Regions from separate parts of the Sus scrofa genome. Here region 2 is linked to region 1. The links are chromatin contacts, called in public HiChIP or PLAC-seq maps. All regions are on one chromosome and are shown on one strand. Each heading gives the region's core, a stretch centred on a gene start, on an enhancer-like site or on the middle of the called end of the contact. The rest is flanking DNA. Distances are from core to core; before and after follow the strand shown. Region 1 overlaps LOC106509966 (a long non-coding RNA gene). Region 2 has its middle 8.4 kb from the start of MTSS1.

The links. HiChIP or PLAC-seq counts read pairs in DNA pulled down with a chosen protein or histone mark.
Region 2: a contact with region 1 is called in an H3K27ac HiChIP or PLAC-seq map of alveolar macrophages. The contact joins two enhancer-like sites. A contact is called at or near these places in 3 of 47 Hi-C or Micro-C datasets (embryonic fibroblasts and liver) and 2 of 2 datasets of contacts at active chromatin or transcription factors (alveolar macrophages and skeletal muscle).

What each region holds. Positions count from the first base shown.
Region 1 is chr4:14,798,557-14,805,161 of Sscrofa11.1, forward strand. All of the region lies in intron 2 of LOC106509966 (a long non-coding RNA gene), which reads right to left. Among named protein-coding and RNA genes, the nearest start is that of ZNF572, 79 kb to the left of the region's middle. Within about 2 kb of position 4,240, at least 3 of the 83 cell types and tissues checked have an H3K27ac peak or open chromatin away from gene starts, as enhancers often do. A contact at or near this core is called in alveolar macrophages, where this site is marked.
Region 2 is chr4:14,921,314-14,928,417 of Sscrofa11.1, forward strand. No RefSeq gene overlaps it. Among named protein-coding and RNA genes, the nearest start is that of MTSS1, 8.4 kb to the right of the region's middle. Within about 2 kb of position 3,063, at least 13 of the 83 cell types and tissues checked have an H3K27ac peak or open chromatin away from gene starts, as enhancers often do. A contact at or near this core is called in alveolar macrophages, where this site is marked.

The DNA of each region.
Region 1 (6,605 bases), core at 2,990-5,489:
GGGGGTTGGAATGCTCCTTCCGTGGGTTTTTTTTTTTTTTTTCTTTTTAGGGTCCCACCTGCAGCACACGGAAGTTCCCAGGCTAGGGGTCAAATCGGAACTACAGCTGCCGGCCACAGCCCCAACAATGCCAGATCTGAGCCACATCTGTGACCTACACCACAGCTCGTGGCAATGCTGGATCCTTAACCCAATGAGCAAGGCCAGAGATCGAACCCAAGTCCTCATGGATCCTAGTCCAATTGGTAACCACTGAGCCACAATGGGAACTCCCTGGAATGCTCCGTCTGGACAAGACTGGATTCACGTGGCTTCTCATGGAGTTGGGTTAGGAATTAGACACTTCCAGGGCCAGAAAAGAGCTGTTTCTCAGGTGAAGTTGGGGTGTCATCAATGCCAGTAAGAAAAAGAACAATCGAGAGGCTGACCAAAACATGCAATGTTTACTACATAGTCATCCCCCCTAACTGAGAGTTCCATATAGGTCGGTCCAGCATGTGCTCGACACTTTACAGTGCCTCATATAGTCCTCAAAACAATTCTATTGGATTGAAGTCATTGTTGTCATCTCTGTTTCATTGGGATCTGAAGCTCAGCAAGGTTACAGTTATTCCAAGGTCACGGATGGGTCAAAATCAAGGAATGGACCGTCTGGGTGATGACCTGGGAAGTTGGCCTCTAAGAGATACGGCTATTCCAAGAGCTAGTAGCGGGCAGGAGTGGGGTAAAAATCTGGGTTGTCTGACCCCAGAGTCAACTTTTGCAAGTGCTGTTATTTTCAGCAGACCATGGTTTATTTATCCATGGCTGATGACCCTGAAGAGCCGTTGACACTGGATACCAGACAGAGTGAATTGGAAAGATCGGAAGTGGTGATCAGGGAGAGGGATGGATAAAATGAAGACTATAGTTGGGTTGCAGATACTGATGATGACAAGGTCTAGGGTATGACCATGGCGGTGGGTAGCTGAGACCTAAGGTCCTTGGAGATCAAGAAACCGAGAGGCTAGGGCATTGGAAGCATTACCTATGTGGGCACTGAAATCACCCTAAGTTAGGTTAGGAGTAATGATGGAGAGAATGGCAGTGGGCTAAGAACTAGAATCCTAAGGAATTTTTTTTTTTTTTTAGGTCTGCATTCATGGCACATGGAAGTTCCCAGGCTAGGGGTCAAATTGGAGCTGCAGCTGCTGGCCTACACTACAGCCACAGCAACGCTGGATCTTTAACCCACTGATCAAGGCCAGGGATCCAACCTGCGCCCTCACGGATACTAGTCAGGTTCATTTCCACTGGGCCACAATGGGAGCTCCTAGAATCCTCGGGAAATTATGGGAAGTTACTTGGGTCTGATGGAGACTGCAACTGGGAGGGTGGGGAACTGTATGGTCTTTTCACATGACCTTCAGAATTGCTGGTCCTCAAAGAATAGCAAGATCACAGAGCAAGAGGGTAACAGAAACAGAGAGGAAAGGCTTGACGATATAAAAGATATTGCTGATTATGAACAATGGATTTCAGAAGATGCTCTGGCAAGTGGCAAGAAGGGAGATGGGTCAAAATCAAGGAATGGACCGTCTGGGTGATGACCTGAGAAGCTGGCCTCTAAGAAATAGGGCTAAAGAACATGACAGATGAGTCCTGATGACCCTAAGATCGTGGGGCTGAGGCTGTGAGTGTGGCTGGGGAGGACATGATGAGAGCTCTGGGTCTCCCTTTCACTCCTTCCACGGAAGGTGTCTTATTTGTCTGATTGATGAATTACTCAACAGCCCCTCATTCCAGTTTTCTTCCCATTTCTCTAGGCCTAAAACACACTTGCTTTGGCAAGGCTGCATCGCAAGGCTGCGTCAAAATCCTGGCATCCAAGCTCGGGTCAAAATAGGAAATGATAAGAGAGTCTATATGGGATATTAAAAATATAAAGTGTTACATGAAAAGATGTTCAACATCACTCATTATTAGAGAAATGCAAATCAAAACCACTATGAGGTACCACTTTACACCAGCCAGAATGGCCATCATCAAAAAGTCTACAAACAATAAGTGCTGGAGAGGCTGTGGAGAAAAAGGAACCCTAGTACACTGTTGGTGGGATTGTAAATTGGTGCAGCCAGTGTGGAAAACAGTATGGAGATTCCTCAGAAAACTAAAAATAGAACTACCATTCGATCCAGCAATTCCACTCCTGGGCATCTATCCAGAGAAAACCATGACTCGCAAAGACACATGTACTCTGATGTTCACTGCAGCACTATTTGCAATAGCCAACTCATGGAAACAACCTAAATGTCCATCAACATAGGAGTGGATCAAGAAGATGTGGTACATATACACAATGGAATATTATTGGCTATTAAAATGAACAAAATACCAGCATTTTTGGCAACATGAATGGACCTAGAAATTATCATACAAAGTGAAGTTAGCCATACAATGAGACACCAACATCAAATGCTTTCACTGGCATGCGGAATTTGAAAAAAGGACAGACTGAACCTCTTTGCAGAACAGATGCTGACTCACAGACATTGAAAAACTTATGGTCTCCAGAGGAGACAGTTTGGAGGGTGGGGGGATGTGCTTGGGCTGTGGGATGGAAATCCTGTGAAATTGGATTGTTATGATCATTATATAACTACAGATGTGATAAATTCATTTGAGTAATAAAAAAGAAGATGCATCTCAAAAAATATATATATATATATAAAGTGTTAGACTTTTTACCCTTAGGATTTTTTTTTTTTTGTCTTTTTAGGGCCGCACCCTTGACATATGGAGGCTCCCAGGCTAGGGGTCTAATTGGAGCTGTAGCCACCGGCCTACAACAGGGCCGCAGCAACACCGGATCCTTAACCCACTGAGCAAGGCCAAGGATCGAACCTGCAACCTCATGGTTCCTAGTTGGATACGTTTCCGCTGTGCCATGACAGGAACTCCAAGAATTTTTTTAAAATCAGGCATAATTCACATATAATATAGTTCAGCCTTTTACAACATACACTTCTGTGGGGTTTTGTGTACTTGCATGGTTGTGTAACCATTACTGGTATCTAATTCTAGAACATTTTTATCACCCCAAAGAGAAACCCCACACCCTAACAGTCACCCCTCATCTCTGCTCCTCTTAGTCCCTGGCAGCCACTATTCTACTTTCTGTCTTTATGGATTTGTCCATGCTGGACATTTGATAAAAATAATATCATATAACACATGGTCCTTTGTGACTGGCTTCTTTCACTTAGGATCATGTTTTTGAAGTTCATTCATGTACCATGTGCTAGCACTTTTTTTTTTTTTTTTTTTGGTCTTTTTAGGGCTGCACCCATGGCATATGGAAGTTCCCAGGCTAGGGGTCAAATTGGAGCTGTAGCCATCAGCCTATGCCACAGCCACAGCAATGCCAGATATGAGCCGCATGTGCGACCTACACCACAGCTCATGGCAATGCTGGATCCTTAACCCACTGAGAGAGGCCAGGGATTGAACCCGAGTCCTCATGGATACTAGTCGGGTTCGTTAACCACTGAGCCATGATGGGAATTCCAGCACTTCATTCTTTTTATGGCTGAGTAATACCACATGGTATATTACATGGAGAGACCACATTTTGTCTATACACTCATTAGTTCATGGACATTTGGGCTGTTTCCACTTTGGGGCTGTTATGAATAGAGGCACTATGAACATTCATGTGGAAGTTTTTACATGGGCATATGTTTTCAGTTCTCTTGGATATATACCTACCCTTGAGAACTTGGTATCTAGCTGGAGAAGGAGCCTGAGGAACTAAACTCAGGTCTCAGAAATAATGTGAGATCCCCTCACCTCAAAAATTACACTGTCAAGATAATGTCTGCCCGTTGTGGCTGGAAATGCAAAGTTCCAGTCCACTACCGGAAAGAAAATCTTAACTTGAGCTGATAACTTGTCTACACAGAGTTCAGAGGAGGAGGAAGCAGTTCCTTCTTTTACTACAGAATCAAGTACCGGTCCATGAGAAGTCCACCTTGAATGACCCTCTGGGAATGCACCTGTTAGGTTGTAATACCCCTCGGCCCCCCCTCCACAGACCTTCCCTACAAGTAATAAATATGAATCTAGGTGCTGGAGAGAGAGTGGCCAAGAAAATAAATATAGTTCCTGCACTCATGGAGTTTACAATCTTTTTCAGAGAAAGATTAACCAAATGCTTACATGTAATGAAGGCTCATGTGGTGGCTCGTGGACGAGAAAGGAGAAGTGAGCAAGCAAGCCTGGCATTAGCCTAGAAACCAGAGCCAGGGTGTCCAGGGCCGTGTGGAGGACTTGCTTCTAGAACCTTCTTTCTACTTGTCTCTCCGAGTTGATGCCTTGATTTTCACAGGGAGAAATGTGGGCCGCTCTGAGCTCTAAATGTCTCATTCAATTCCGCATTGAAAATCTCAAGAAAGGGGGAGTTCTCGTGGTGCCTCAGTGAGTTAAGAACTCGACTAGTATCCATGAGGATGCAGGTTGGATCCCTGGCCTCACTCAGTGGGTTAAGGATCCTGCATTACCATGAGCTGTGGTGTAGGTTCCAGACACGGCTTGGACTCCACATTGCTGCTAATGTGGCACAGGACGGCAGCTGCAGCTCTGATTCGACCCCTAGCCTGGGAACTTCCATATGCAGCAAGTGAAGCCCTAAAAAGGAAAAAAGAAGAAGAAAATCTCAAGAAAGGTTCTCACTGGACTATGTCCTTGGGAAGAGAATGGAGTTCTCTAACAGGTCAGCATAGGTCACATGCCACCTAGGTTCTAAGGAGGGTAGGCTATGGTACCCAAAGAAAGAGAGAAGGAATGAGCAGACAAAAACAATCAATGCTCACCACAGCAGACAAAAATAATCAATGCTTATTTTTCTAAGTAGGGTGGAAAGGAATGCATGATCAGAAAAAGTGTAGCTCTTCAGAGGTATCCAGACAGGAAAAACAGGCCAGGCTAGATTATGTAGAACCCTTTATACCATGAAAGGAGCTTGGCCTTTTATCTCATTGCCCTGAGGAAGCCACCGAAGAGTGTTAAGCCAAGGGAGGGATGTATATTTTAGAGTTACCAGCCTTGAAGACAGGAAGAAGTATTGGGGGCTTTTGTAATTGTCCCTGTGAGAGTTGATGAGGTCTGAACCAAGGCAGTAGAATTTGCGAAGAGAGTCTAGGTGTAGGATATGTTGGCGGAGGTGCCTGAAGAGTTTGTCGCTGTGACAGGTGATGGAGAGGGAGGAGCCAGGCATACAACTGTTCCCATTCGATAAGTAGTCAAGCTCACCTGTGATGAACTTCAGGCTCAGGGCAATTCAAAACTGTGCCTGGGAGTTCCTGTCATGGCTCAGTGGTTAACAAATCCAACGAGAAACCATGAGGTTGTGGGTTCGATCCCTGGCCTCGCTCAGTGGGTTGAGGATCTGGTGTTGCTGTGAGCTGTGGTGTAGGCCAGCAGCAACAGCTCCTATTAGACCCCGAGCCGGGGAACCTCCATATGCCGCAGGTGTGGCCCTATAAAAGACAAAAAGACAAAAAACAAAACAAAACAAAAAACTGTGCCTGAAAGAGTTGGGTGCTGCAAACAAAAAAAGCAAAGTAAGGCATGGTCTTTGCTCCCTAAGGGGCTCTCTAAATGTTGGGGAGCTAAAGTAAATATGAGAAAGGCGAAATGCAAGGTCAATTGAGTCAAATGTGATCAGTGAGATTGCGAGCACAGGATACTCTCATTTTGTTGGCTGATGGGGCCAGACATTATCAAGGAAAGACAGCTGAGATGAGCTTTAAGGCATGGGAAGCATTCCTACAGGTGGGGAGTTGGTGGGGGGCATTTCCGACAGAAGAAATCACATGAGCAAAGACATGGTGACGGAAACGTACATGGCATATTTGGAGAGTATGGAATGACTCGTTTGACTAGATGTCAAGAAGTTGTGAAAGATAAACCAGCAGGATGAGGATACAGGGGTGGGGTGAAAGATTGTTAGCTTTTTTTGCAATCATCCACATGTGGTTAGGCTATTCGTGGAAAGAGGAATTTAAGTAAAGGAGATCATTTAGGGGAAAGATGCTAAGTACTGCTTGGATGTATTGTGATGGAGGTAAATGTAGGACACCCCCGTGGTGATGACCCAGTGATAACTTACGAAAGGTGAGGGCTGAACTCCTGCATAGATGTGCAGTGGGTGTAGCTGCATGCATTAGTTTTTACCCTGATTCACTCAAATAATGATTTGAGTAGCATTTCCAAATTTGCACTACAGAATTTAAAAAAATAGGATGCCTGACAAAGGAAAACACACAGACATGAAATATAATTAAATTTAAGCCATAAGGTTAACATCAAATTTTTATGCTGCAGTTCCTGTAAAACTGCTAGAGGGGGACAGCAAATCTGGCTTAGAACTTCCCAACAGCCAAAGCAAAGGGAAGCATGATTAGTCATAAGATTTCTACTGGACAAAAAAAATACATTATTTATAAATCTTCTAGCCAGAGACAAAGTTGAGGGCTCTGATGTGTTTCCAAGACGCTCCAGTAGAGACACCCAAAGCTCTATTCACCTGGGGCTCCTCTCCTTCAAGAGCACATCCATCTTGAGGT
Region 2 (7,104 bases), core at 1,813-4,312, 120 kb after region 1:
CTCTCTGCCCCATCCTCCGAACAGATCAAATGGCCTCTGGGGAAAAGCCCTATCAATGGCCCAATGAATTAGGAGAAAGTCGGGAAAAAAAAAAAAAGAGAGCCAATGGTTATGAACACACGACCACCTGCTTTACTCAATAAAGTTGTCCAGTAATGCAGCTAAATGGGATGGCTACAGATTGGATCAAAACTCGGGTAAGAGATGGAGAAGGGAGGTTGCTATTTAAAGGCTCCCAGGGGGAATTACTCGATAAAAGATCTTTCCAGTTTCATGCATGGGTCCCATGACAGTATCACTTTTTCTAAATTTGAATTTTTATAATCCAGTTTTCCAATTATTATTCTGTGCTGCAATACGTACTAAAGTATAAACAGAAATTGTATTACAGAATAGAATATAGGAACATATACATATAATATGGTATATTCTCTAAAACATAGACTATAATTTCTATAATAATAATAGTTATGGAGACGGTGGTGAAAATGTGCATGATTTGTGTGACATTTCTGCTCTGAGGGGTAATGTTTAAGGAAAGAAGGTGCCTGGATTATAAATCCTTGAGAAAATTCACTTCAGCAAGGGAAAAGGATTTCAACTCGGGGTAAAGAAATTATATGCAGTTGTTATGACCAACAAGGGAAGGGGTGGCCATTTGGGGTATAAAGCTTCCTGTCAGAAAAATTTAGATTATTGGACTTCCATTGTGGCTCAGAGGAAACGAATCCAACTAGGAACCATGAGGTTGTGGGTTTGATCCCTGGCCTCGCTCATTGGGTTAAGGATCTGGTGTTGCCTTGAGCTGTGGTGTAGGTCACAGATCTGTCGGATCTGGCATCACTGTGGCTGTGGCGTAGGCAGGGGTCTATAGCTCCAATTCAACCCCTAGCTTGGGAACATCCATATGCTGCAGGTGTGGTCCTGAAAAAAAAAAAAAATTAGGTTATGGGAATAACCTCGTGGAAATCTGTTTTCACTTGATGATTGGCTTTGAATTTGTTCTAGAAAAGACATATAGGAGACCTCTAGAGGAGGTATGAGGTGGGTAGGGCTCTCTTATTTCAATATGTTTAGGTTAAAATAGCTATAGGCTAAAAGAAATAAAAACAGTTGCGGGAGGAAGTGACCCATTTGGTGGGTGAGGTGACGGGGAGCGCTTACCCTGCTTTGTCCCATGATGGGGGGACTCTAGTCTTTGGTATTTACAGGTACCTCAAGGTGGGGGAGGGGAAGCATTACGTGTCAGGTAAGCAGTGACTTAATTCTTTCACTGAGTCAATGCCTGGAGCACACAGCACCCACCCCTTCTCTAATCTCTTTTTCTAGCTGTTTCCCAAACAAATGGACACAGACCTGCTGAGACAGACTTTTTTTTTTTTTCTTTTTGCCATTTCTTGGGCCGCTCCCCCCACATATGGAGGTCGAATCGGAGCTATAGCCCCTGGCCTACGCCAGAGCCACAGCAACATGGGATCCAAGCTGCGTCTGCAACCCACCCCACAGCTCACAGCAATGCCTGGATTCTTAACCCACTGAGCAAGGCCAGGGATTGAACCCGCAACCCCATGGTTTCTAGTCAAATTCGTTAACCACTGAGCCATGACGGGAGCTCCAATGGACATTTACATATATGTAAAGCAGACATGGAATCCTGAGAGCCAGATTCGGCCCTGGGCTCACATGGAGGATGTATTTAACATCCCCTGGAAAGGACCCAACTCTCTCCTTTTACAAATGCGGGCAGTGAGGCCTAGAGAGAACCTTTCTTCTGCCTCTATCTCCTGATGGAAATCGCTGGGGAGGTTACAACCCAGTGTCACTCCTGCCTTGGGGACAGGCGGCCGTGGGGGGTTGCACTTCCGGTTGGATAATGCTTGCCTCCAGCTTTGAAGTTGCTGGATAGGATCACGGGTAAATAACATTACTCTCTGCAAATGAAATGGTACCCTGCACAACCTGTTTTCACTTGTTGCCTGTGGCCACTGGCCACTTGTGGCTGCAAAGATTACTGCTAACTTCCAGCTCCATTTGCTCACGAACTTCAGCAAATAGGAGGGTTGGGTCTGGTTCTTCTTATTAAAAGCAAACAAACCCATTATTAAAAGTAAACAAGGCAGAACTGCTTTGTAATAATTGATTAAATGTCTCCTGGCTCAGAGGTTGAAATGCACCCCTGTTTTCCCAAGCAAAGCCTCTCTTTGTTTTTGTTTTTGTTTTGTTTTGTTTTTATCTTTTCTATGGCCACACCCGCGGCATAAGGAGGTTCCCAGGCTAGGGGTCCAATCAGAGCTATAGCTGCTGGCCTACGCCAGAGCCACAACAACACAGGAGCCAAGCTGCACCTGCGACCTACACCACAGCTCATGGCAACACCAGATCCTTAACCCACTGAGCAAGACCAAGGATCAAACCCACAACCTCATGGTTCCTAGTTGGATTCGTTAACCACTGAGCCACAACGGGAACTCCAAGCAAAGCCTCTCTTACTGAACATCTCAAGGGGGAATGCCAGCAGGGTCTTGTTAAGGAGAGCCCCCCACCCCACCTCCTTCTGAGTGCCTATTACAGGTTAGGCTCAAGAACCACATTCTCTCTAATCCTTAAGACTTAGAAGTGGGTGTTCGAGTTTGCACTCTGCCAGTTATGGCATAGGCAGGTCAGGCAATTTGTTCATGGACACAGCAGAAATACAAAGCCATGAGGATCTGAACTTGAATCCCTGTGACCCCCAAACCCAGGGAGCTGATCCTATGGATGGTACCAACAAGTTCCCTTATATGAGTGATCAAATCATTAAAAAAAAAAAATAAAAATAAAATAAAAAATAAATAAAATAAATCATTTATTGTCCAAATAGAAACACTTTGGAGAAAGAACAATGGCGATGAAGAACTCTCTTGGGCAAAGCAGGGGGCCTGGTTCTGTTGGGGTTTGGTCCCTGCAGGGCATGTTGACTGCATCACTCTGCTGAGGGCCCCTGCCCCGCAGGGCTCTCCATGCAGCTGCCTCTGTGTTCCAGGCTCCACCCTCTCGTTGCCTTTCAGTCCCAGGATTGGCAATGGCATCTGGCCTTGGCCCCCAGAACCGCAGGATCCCACCGGTTTCCTTAAACCCTGCCCATGTCTCTGTCTTCAACTTCCTCCATTTTCAGTTGCAGCAGGCCATCTGTTTCCTGCCAGTACCCAACTGATAGAAAATGCCAGATAACAGCCTGAGAGTGAACTCTGACAAGACAAAGTCAGCACAGTGACACAGCAAGATCCCTTCCAAAGAGCCCTTGTATCAACGCTCCTTGGTTGCTGCAGATGTTTGTTAATCCTGATAGTAAGTTCTGATAATAAGAGATTTTACTCCATGCTCCAGCATCAAGGATGTTCCAGTAAATACAATTTTATTTTGTATTATTATTGTAAGAGTTCTTTTTTTTTTTTTTACCACGTTCAAGGAAATGGGTGTATAACACAAATTATAATTTTCAGTATGAGAATTCAGTTGGAACTTGGGTTTATCTTGTTCAAAATGTGCTGTGTTCCCTAAATCTAGGGATGTATTTCATCAGCTCTGGAAAACTCTCAGCCAGTATCTCGTGGAGTATCTGCTCCCCCTCCCCCCTTCCTCTAACAATAAGCTTTATTCTCTTTACGTCCTTCTTGTCACCTAACCTCTTTTTTCTGTTTTCTACTTGGTTATCCTTCGGATCTTTCTGATCAAAAATTCTCTTTTCTGCTCTGGGTCTATTTGGCTCCCTAACCTGTCCATACAAAGTTCAAATATACATGGTAATCTCAGTGACTGTATTTTTCACTTCGAGGTGGTCTATTTAATGCTTTTTTCCACAGTCCTTTCCCTCTTTTCGTTGTGTGTTGTGTTTTTCTTTCCCTCTATTTTTATTTGTATTTGTTTATTTATTTATTTGTCCTTTTAGGGCTGCACTGGTGGCATACGGAGGTTCCCAGTCTAGGGGTGGAATTGGAGCTGCAGCTGCCGGCCTGCACCAGAGCCACAGCAATGCCAGATCCGAGCTACATCTGCGACCTACACCACAGCTCACGGCAATGCCAGATCCTTAACCCACTGAGCAAGGCCAGGGACCGAACCCACAACCTCATGGTTCCTAGTCGGATTCATTTCCGCTGCGCCACGACAGGAACTCCCTCTATTTTTAAATATGCTTATCTCCATCAGACTGTTGGATTATCTTTAACTCCCGTGAGTTAAATCTTGATATTAGTTGTGTCTGCTGATTCCTGATCATGATGGGTAGACTATTTCTTTGCAGAAATGATTATTTTGAACTGTGAACTCATTGCAGGACCTTTAAGTGTGGAAATCCTATGAGAACTTGATTGAAAGTGGGTCCCCTCAGAGTCATTTCTCTTTTGCTTCTGCGGGGTAACCTAGGCCGGTAACAAGTTTTCATGTTAATTCTCATCTTGGGCATTTGGGGTCTATTCAAAGCAAAGCAAATTCAGACTCCAAACACAGCTGTGATGTAGGCCTCTGGTTAGAAATTCTCAGGCAAGCTCTTAACCCGCTTCCCAAAGCCGGGACCAAGGCTCTCCTGCTTTCCAGCAACTACCAGTCCTGGTGGGCAGATTGCTTCCTGGTCCACCTGTTGGTGAATCTGTGTAATCATGATGGAGGGAGGGGCTGACTCTGCAGGGGCTCCGAGAGCCTGTATATCTCCTTACTTGGGCTCAGGGCGTCTTTTTCTGGTCCCCCTTCTTTTTCTGGTCCAGACCCCTGGATTACTGAAACCAAGGACTCCTTCCAGGGCAGTGGAGGCATCAGCTTTCACATTTTCTCTGCCGAATGTCAGCTTCCTCTTTGTTTCTGGCCCCTGAGGATTCCCCTTCTTCCTTGTTAGCTCAGCCATGTATTTAAAAGGATTCCGATTACATTTTACCTAGTGCATCTTCATGGCTGTAGCAGGAGGGATTGCAGGTGATAGAATCTGCCTCTTTATGAAAACTGGAAGTCCCTGTTTCATACTGTGTATATCACAAAATGTTGGGGTTTGTGGGCTGTGTCATATTTTCCATTTCTAAGTCCACTCAGATGCCTCTGATCAATTAGAAATAACTAAATGTTTTTCAGTTGCTTCACAGTGTATGTTAAAGGTGGGCTTTTCTCAAATGATATGCTTTTCACCTTCTTTTATTGCTACTCTAATGAGCACTCATATCTTGCATGCAAAATGTTCCTTTTTCTCATCATACTTGTGTTGAACAGAAAAAGTTGAGCTTCAGAAGAGGAAGAGATCAGGCCCTGGATGGTCTTTTTGTCTTTTTAGGGCCACACACAAGGCTTATGGAGGTTCCCAGGCTAGGGGTCCAGCCACAGGGCAACACCATAGCCACAGCAACGCCAGATCTGAGCCGTGTCTGTGACCTACACCACAGCTCAATGGCAATGCCGGATCCTTAACCTACTGAGTGAGGCCAGGGATTGAACCCACATCCTCATGCATACTAGTTGGGTTCGTTAACCACTGAGCCACGAAAGGAACTCCCAGACCCTGGAAAATCTTGTTTTATACTTGGTGATATGGCTATCTGCACCCCTGGGGGGCCCTATTCTCAATATCAAGGTAACTCAGAAGCCAGGTCACCTTGTCACAGGCAGTTTGGGAGAATATAAGGACAAAGCCGTTGCAGGCTCCTGGAGGGATAAGTGTGGCTTGGCCCAAAGTATATACTTGATTCTCATGATCTGAAGTTGCAAACTTGTCTCCAGAGGAGTTTCTTTTTTTTTTTTTTAATGATTTTAATTTTTTCCATTATAGTTGGCTTACAGTGTTCTTTCAATTTTCTCCTGTACAGCAAAGTGACCCAGTCACACACACACATATACATTCTTTTTCTCATATTATCCTCCATCATGCTCCATCATAAGTGACTAGCAGAGAAGTTTCAAAAAACTGGGACATTTTAAAGTATTTTGAGGAGTTCCCATTGTGGCGCAGTGGAAACGAATCCAACTAGGAACCACGAGGTTGCGGGTTCCATCCCTGGCCTCACTTAGTGGGTTGAGGATCCAGTGTTGCTGTGAGCTGTGGTGGAGGTTGCAGATGTGGCTCGCATCTGGTTTTGCTGTGACTGTGGTGTAGGCTGGCAGCTGTGACTCTGATTGGACCCCTAGCCTGGGAACTTCCATATGCCAAGGGTGTGGCCCTAAAAAAGACCAAAAAATTAAAAAAAAAAAAAAACATTTCGATTTGGGGAGTTTCTGTTGTGGCTCCATAGTAACAAACCCAGCTAGTATCTATGAAGACACAGATTCAATCCCTGGCTCTGCTCAGTGGGTTAAGGATTTGGTGTTACTGCAAGCAAAAAAAAATTTTTTTTTTTATTTGGAAAAACTTTGCATCAAGATCCAAGGTTTCCGCCCCTCTAGAAGGATTTGAACTTGGGGCAGTGAAGGGCCCACATTCCCATTCAGCCTCAGACTGGGGAGCAGCTGGCCCTTGGAGGGAGAACTTGCTTTTCAGAGCTCTGCAATCTCTCTGCCCCTGTGAATGTCCACCTGGCCCGCTTCACACAGGCATGCTGCCTGACCCATGGGCATGGGCTTGCCACCCAGCTGTTCCGGGTTTTCTTTGGCCTGGCAACCAGCCAGCTCCTGACGTGATAACTTCATTAGTTTCCTGCCCCCAGTGACACATTCTGCCCACTGAGGTTATACCCGAGTGTCTCCCAAGCCACCATGGACAAACACATCCAAAACATCTCAAGGTGAGTCATCGAGACAGATATGAGGTGTTGCTTCTTACTAGTTTCATTTTCCAAACAGCTCTGTCTCTAAATTTGAGCCACTTTTTTATGCACTGACACTTCCCCAACTGGGGTTTAGTGGCTCTCGGCTCACAAGGAATTCTGCTTAGAGGTCAGGAGAATGAGCTTAAACCAATTTTATCAGGTAAATGAACCAACGTCATGATCAATACTTATTAATAGCTAACGTTTATTGAGTACTTACTTTGTGCCAAGTGCTAGACTAAATAATCTGCTTCAGGCTTCACTCAGCCTTAAGATTTGTATTTCCAGGATCTAGTTTACAGATGAAGAAACGGAAGTCCAGAAAGCTGGGACGAGCATGCGT